Linked DNA regions of Mus musculus: region 1 is linked to region 2. The links are chromatin contacts, called in public HiChIP or PLAC-seq maps. All regions are on one chromosome and are shown on one strand. Each heading gives the region's core, a stretch centred on a gene start, on an enhancer-like site or on the middle of the called end of the contact. The rest is flanking DNA. Distances are from core to core; before and after follow the strand shown. Region 1 has its middle 10 kb from the start of Gm41582. Region 2 has its middle 160 kb from the start of Clic5.

What was found. HiChIP or PLAC-seq counts read pairs in DNA pulled down with a chosen protein or histone mark.
Region 1: a contact with region 2 is called in a RAD21 HiChIP or PLAC-seq map of pro-B cells, with 12 times the contacts expected there. The contact joins two enhancer-like sites. A contact is called at or near these places in 1 of 15 datasets of contacts at CTCF or cohesin (pro-B cells) and 1 of 115 datasets of contacts at active chromatin or transcription factors (embryonic basal ganglia).

Annotation. Positions count from the first base shown.
Region 1 is chr17:45,272,277-45,275,261 of GRCm38.p6, reverse strand. No RefSeq gene overlaps it. Among named protein-coding and RNA genes, the nearest start is that of Gm41582, 10 kb to the right of the region's middle. Within about 2 kb of position 1,626, at least 11 of the 459 cell types and tissues checked have an H3K27ac peak or open chromatin away from gene starts, as enhancers often do. A contact at or near this core is called in pro-B cells, where this site is marked.
Region 2 is chr17:44,350,186-44,353,506 of GRCm38.p6, reverse strand. No RefSeq gene overlaps it. Among named protein-coding and RNA genes, the nearest start is that of Clic5, 160 kb to the right of the region's middle. Within about 2 kb of position 1,871, at least 60 of the 459 cell types and tissues checked have an H3K27ac peak or open chromatin away from gene starts, as enhancers often do. A contact at or near this core is called in pro-B cells, where this site is marked.

The DNA of each region.
Region 1 (2,985 bases), core at 377-2,876, 920 kb before region 2:
GAGATTAAAGTCCATCTCTGAGAAGCCTGTCTCCCAGTGGAAGTGTTTGGCACCAACAGCCTGAGGATGTGGTCTTGGAGCTTGTGACTCCAGAGGAGAGTGGAGCAGTTAGCCAGAGCTTAGAAACTCACCTCCAATCACCACAAGATGGCAACATAGCTTCGCCCGAGCCCCATGCTTGGGAGTAGAGGTGGGTCCAGTTCTCTGAGCACTGGACTCCCATTCCTCTAATCTTGAAGGTTGGAGTATCCCTGAGTGTCTTCAGAGTGATCTGGGCAGTAATTGACTGTCGCTGGTTTGTCTTTTATTCCAGTTTCATTAAACTCGGTTCTAACCTGTTGCTGTCCTAAGCTCTGCAGGAGGCAGGAGACAGAAGGACAGTGGTCTACAAGACACTGGAGAGATGTGATTTCAGACCAGGCCTAGATGCACTGGTGATGTGGAATTTACCCAGTCCATCTTGAGAGAAGTTCTCTGTGACCTTCCATCTAGAAACCTTGTGGCCTGAGCTGAGCCACCCTTGGCAGCCTCACCAACTCCCTTTGGTTGACGGTCCTTCATCCTCTTTCTCATGGAAGCACATCTAGCTCTTCTGGACTATCTTGATTGGCAGCTTTGGGAAGTGCAAACATTACCAAAGAAAATCAGGCCAGAGAGTGGGCCCTTCAAAACACCTATCACTGCCAGACTCCCACCTAAGCAGCTCCCTCCACTGACAAGATACTTTTTTTGGATGGCTAATCAGGGTGTCCACTCAGGATTTCATTCCCATGTGGCCGTTGCTCCATCTTGGTCATGGAGGATGATGCCAGGGGGAGAAAAGAACAAGATAAAGTAAGACACCAGGCATCTCCAAGTTGCTTTGATGCAGGTTCATCAGAAAGAAGGAGAGAACGATCGCACTGATTTCAGGAACACATGATGCAGATAAAGGAATGGTGTGGATGAAAGGATAGCGTGACTCAAATAAGGACATGAATGAATGGGCGGTATGCATAAGAGAAGGGTTGAATGAATGGATGGTGTGAATACAGGAAGGATGTACGGTGTGAATGAAAGAAGGGTTTGAATGAATGGACAAATGAATGGATGGTGTGATTAAAGGCAAGGTGAATGAGTGGATGGTATGAACCAAGGTTTGAAAGGTATGAAGGAATGAACAGATGGTGTGAATAAGGGAATGGTATGACTGAATGGATTTTGTGAGTGAGAGGAGGGTTTGAATGAATGAGCGATCAGGTAAAGTGAATAAGGACATTTGTGGCTGAATAGATGATATGAATAAAGGAAGCGTTTGAATGAATGGATGGATGGATGGTGATGGATAAGAGGAGAATTTAAAGAAATGAGAGAAGAAATGGTGTTGAAAAGGGAATATGCATGAATGAATGAAGGATGGTGTGAGTAGAGGAAGGGTATGGGTGAATGAATGGATGGTGTGAATGAATGAATGAATGAATGAGTGAGTGAGTGAATAAAGAAACGGAAGCTGGATTGAGGAGAATCTAATCCTTCACCACGTGCCTCTGACCACTCTGACTGAGGATGCCTATGTTGTTTTGCAGAGGGTTGTGTGGCTTTACCAGTCCCCAGGGAGCAGCTGTGCTTAGACAGACACCCAAGAAGTCCACCCTCCAACAGCCGGAAATGGCAGTGGGGAAGTCTCAGCGTGTTCTTAGCTTGCTGCAGTCTCTGCCTTATTACAGGGGAGCTCTTGAACGGTTGGTGCACTTCAGTAATAGTGAATGTTGCTACTGCATATCGGAGGCATAGTCTCTGGAGGCATCTTCATGGTTGGGAGCGAGCACTCAACATATTTTATTGATTATGTTTAAAGAATGCAGGCATGAACGCAGGCACATACATACAGATGGATCTTACTATTTGACAGATCTGCCTGTGGATTTTCATACTCACTGACATTCATTAGTGCCTGAGACCAGCATGGATGATGCTTTTGCAACCATTCTTGGACACAGGCAGAGTGGCAAAATTTTGACTCACCTAGTGCGTTCATTCCTATTTATGAACAAACAAAGCAACATTCTGCTTTCTGCCGCAGCTCTCTCTATGTAATCACGTGTCCCTTCTGTGATATATTTAATGCATGGTTGGGACATTTCTGTGCTTCTTGCTATTGACTCCACTGTTGAAAATGGCCACAGACACAGTGCTGAAGAACTGGTGCATCCTAAGCCAGAGGAGGCCAATGTGCGTTACAGAGATGCCTAAGATATTTTAATTATATTTGTTCTTTGATAATTTCACACAGGTGTATAACACATGATTACTCTCGGTTCTCACCCATGCCTATTTCACTCCTCTTCCCTACAGATCTCCTGTCTACATTCTTTCCTATTTGTTTCCTTTTGTGACCCACGGAGTTGAAGCAGCACCATCTGTCTGGCCATGAACTTGGAGTTGTCTATCGAAGACTGGTGAGCTCAGCAGTGGGGACACAACTGAAGAAAATGACTCCCTTTTGGAATCTATCAATAATATAGAGTTCAGTAGTAAGGGGTATGGTCCCATGGCCTCTTCCCTTACTTATGACTGGTAACAGGGTTACTCTAAGGCCAGCCCACTGCAGATAACCACAACCGTAAGTTCATAATTGCAATGGTCATGGCATGCCTAGAGGATGACATTTGCAGCCTTTCTCCTTGTCTTCTGGCTTGTATGTTCTTCCCAACCTCTATTCTTCAATGTTCCCTAAACCTTAGAGAAGGCAATATAAATGTCTTGTTTATTGCTGGCCCTCAATTATCACTTATTCTCAGCGTCTTAGGCAGCCCTGAATCTCTGTATTTACCTCTATTCATTGTAAAAAGTCTTCTTGATTAAGGTTAGAATAGCTTTTGTGGTAGAATGTGGTGGTTTGAATATGCTTGACCCAGGGAATGGCAGTATTTGGAGGTGTGACCTTGTTGGAGGAAGTGTGTCACTGTGGGAGTGGGCAATGAGACGCTCCTCCTAACCACTGGG
Region 2 (3,321 bases), core at 622-3,121:
ATATTTTCATCTTCTTATATTTCAAATATGCAAGGAAGAAGACTGGCACAAGACTTGGAGATGTTTAGGGCCTTATTACACCACAGAACCAAGACAGACACACATCAGTCTCCACACTGGTGCATTCAAACCACAGGAACGGGTTAATCATGTGGGGCAAGGTCTGTGCAAGAAGGAAGGGAGTGTGCACTTTGTTCACTTTGTTTCTGGAAGCTTTCCACTCATTGACATGAAAACTTTCTCAAGTTTTTGATACCTGGCTGAGCAGGCTTTTTCAGGCCCAGAAGCCACCTTAGAGTTTTGCTTCTTCGTTCCTATATGAAGAAGCGACTCAAACTCTTAATTGCTGAAAGCCACAGCCGTTGTGTTGCATCCCATGATGCTGTGGGTTTAACTGAGCACAGCTGGAAGGTTCTTCTGCCCCAGAAAGACGTTGGCCGAGGCGTAGTCATGGGGGCTCAGCTGGACTGGAACATTTGAAGACAGTTCCCTCACATGCCTGGCAGTAGATAGTGGCAGTGGTCTCAAAGCCCATGTGGGCTGCCACTGGGAGTTTCTGCATGTGGCCTTTCCATGTGACTTGGAATTTTTCACCACATGACTGCTACATGCTGAGAGAGTAAATGTCTCCGAAGTGAGAGTTCCCAGAGAGAGGGAGGGGAAGCCAACAGAGAGCTTCAAGAGGTTAAGCCAAGACCTATATAGCATCTACCCATGGTGTCTCCATTAATCTGCAGGTTCAGGGCCAACCAAGCCTCCTGGGAATGGAAACAAAACTTGACTTCTCCTGAAGAAGAGATAGTGAAGTGGAGATTGTATTTAACTCACCACCCCTCATCTCTATGACTACCTGTTTTTTGAAGCATATGGAAGGCTGCATTTTTAAGAAACATCATCATCTACTTCCCCATCATCTTCCATGCATTTTTTTTTCTTTTTCAAAACACCTTGGGGCATATAGCTTCATTAAACTTTCCTTTCTCAACACATTTCCTGGAAAGAGTCTTGTCAGACCCCCAGAGATCCTATGGACTCCCGTCTCACTGTGGGGTAAAGACAAAAGCCAACAGCCATATCCTGCCTGGTTCGGCTTCCCTCAGTTACTGTGTTCCCCCTGGGATCTCTGCCCAGTGCTCAATCATTCCTATGTTTTAAATATGCGGTGTTCGCCCTCACCTCAGAACCTGTGCATCAGCTGTCCGCACAATATCGGATGCTCTTTCTCCAAATTCGCGCACGCGAGACACCCCCCACCTCACCCTCCCCACCTCCCACCCCATCGCCCACCCCCTGTCCTCCTGTGGGCGTGCCTCAGTGGCGGCCTTTGGAGAACTTTCCCTGCTCACTCCCTTCCTCACTCATTTGCTTTACTTTGTCACCAAGACCCTTAGAAATCCTGTATTGTGGGCTCATTTACGATTGATTCACTCCCCCCAGTGGAGGTCTAGAGAGAGAAAGATGTTTTGCTGCTCTGTCTACCACTGCGCCTCCAGATTTTGCAAAGGTGTCTGGTCTGGTGGCCCAGAAATAAAATGTTAACGAAAACAAAGCCAGCGATACCATTCATTAGTCGAGCGAGTGCTGTGTTCTCAGCTTCACAGATGAATGAACAGAGGCCCCGGAGGTTCTGTGGCTTGTCTGGGGTCACTCAGCTGGTACTAGAGAGGCTCCTTTAGAACCCAGACACCAGTGCCAGCAGCTGTGGGTCTTTGGGGTGCATTGACCCGTTTCAATGCAGGCACTCAGTCGGCCCTGATGTGGGCTTTAGGCAGGCTCTGTGCTCAGCTGCGCAGGCCTCCCCTGCAGAGAAGAGGGTCCCAGTAGCTGTCATTTTCTGGACAGAGAAATACGATTCTTGCTGCTCGATGCAGAACAACAGTAATTATGAGAGTCTGGGGGGAAGTGAGAACTAAGAGCAGGAGGGACAGTTAACAACTGCATTGACATACAAATTATTATTTTTGGTAACACACAGCATTTCCTCTGATGAGTCACTGAACACATCCGTCACAAACAGACATACTTCTCAAAATAAAATAAAATAAAATAAAACCCAACAACCCAGCCTGAACTCTAATGATGCTTCCCAGAAGCAGGCAGAGTTGAGAAAGACACTGACAGCAGGTGAGGATAGACCCACTCTTAGGAGATAAGAGGAACGAATCCTCTTCTTGTTCCTTTTCAGGCACTTCCCCCAAATTACAGAGAAGACACTGGAAAGTCTAAGAAATGCAATATATACACCTGAGAGGCTGGATGGTGTTTGAGTTGTTCCGAGTCTGCTTTGCAGGACAGATCTGGAAAGATGTGGGGCTGGGAGGAGGAGTCTGCCTTTTCATCTTTTCCAACTTCATTCCCATTGCAGGAACTATCTGCCTGTCTGACAGCCCCTGAACTACAGAGTTGGGCATTCCCACTAGTGGGGAACTTGTGCCTTACTGTACAGTGTGTTTTTCTGAGTATTTTGCTTGTGTGATGGCGGGGTGCCCTAAACTCCACCTGTCAGTTCTGGTCTCTTCTCGAGAGAGACACGCTGTGCCAACTCTGTCAGTATCACAAGAACCTGTAACCAAACAAATTGGCATAGCTTTCTGGCTCTTAAAGTCAGGGTGTCCTGATGTTTGGCAGTAGGAGTCCTCTTACGCTCTCTCTCTCTCTCTCTTTCTCTCTCTGTGTGTGTGTGTGTGTGTGCTCGCGAGCGTGTTCTAGCTTTGTACTACAGGGTCTTCTTTTAGAGTCACGTGACCTAGTCTAATGTGCAGGCTCTCTCACCCAGACACCAGGTGAAGGCACTCTGGTCAGCTTGAGACTGGTGAGCATGGCTCTGGTAGGCTTTGCCTGTAGCCTCCCCTCCGCAGCCTGAAACCTGTTTGCTCAGGTTTCTCTGTTTGCATTGGGGTGGAGCTTGCCGCTTAATCGTTCTGCCACGCCCACTGCTGGAGCCTGCCACTTTGCTGTTCTGGAGCCATACACGTGGTCACCCTGCAACTGGACTCCAGGATTATTTGGTGGGAATTAACCCTTTCCCCCTGCTTCATAACTCGGTGCACGAATTAGTAAAATTGAGCTTTGATCAGAATCCTGTTTGACTTGGCTCCGTTCTTTCTTCCGTCTGTCTAGTTCCTTTCTTTCAGCTCGAGCTGCCATCTCAGTTCCTCGCGAGCAGCTGGTCTGCCCGCAGCACTTGCCCTTCTCTCACATTCTCGCTTCCTTGCTAAAATCCACTAGATGACATTTCTAAAGCCACCTATGAAGGTCGCTTTCTTTATTTGGCCACTTCCTCCTCCTAAGGTTGACTACCAAGGTCCAGCTATCAAAGTA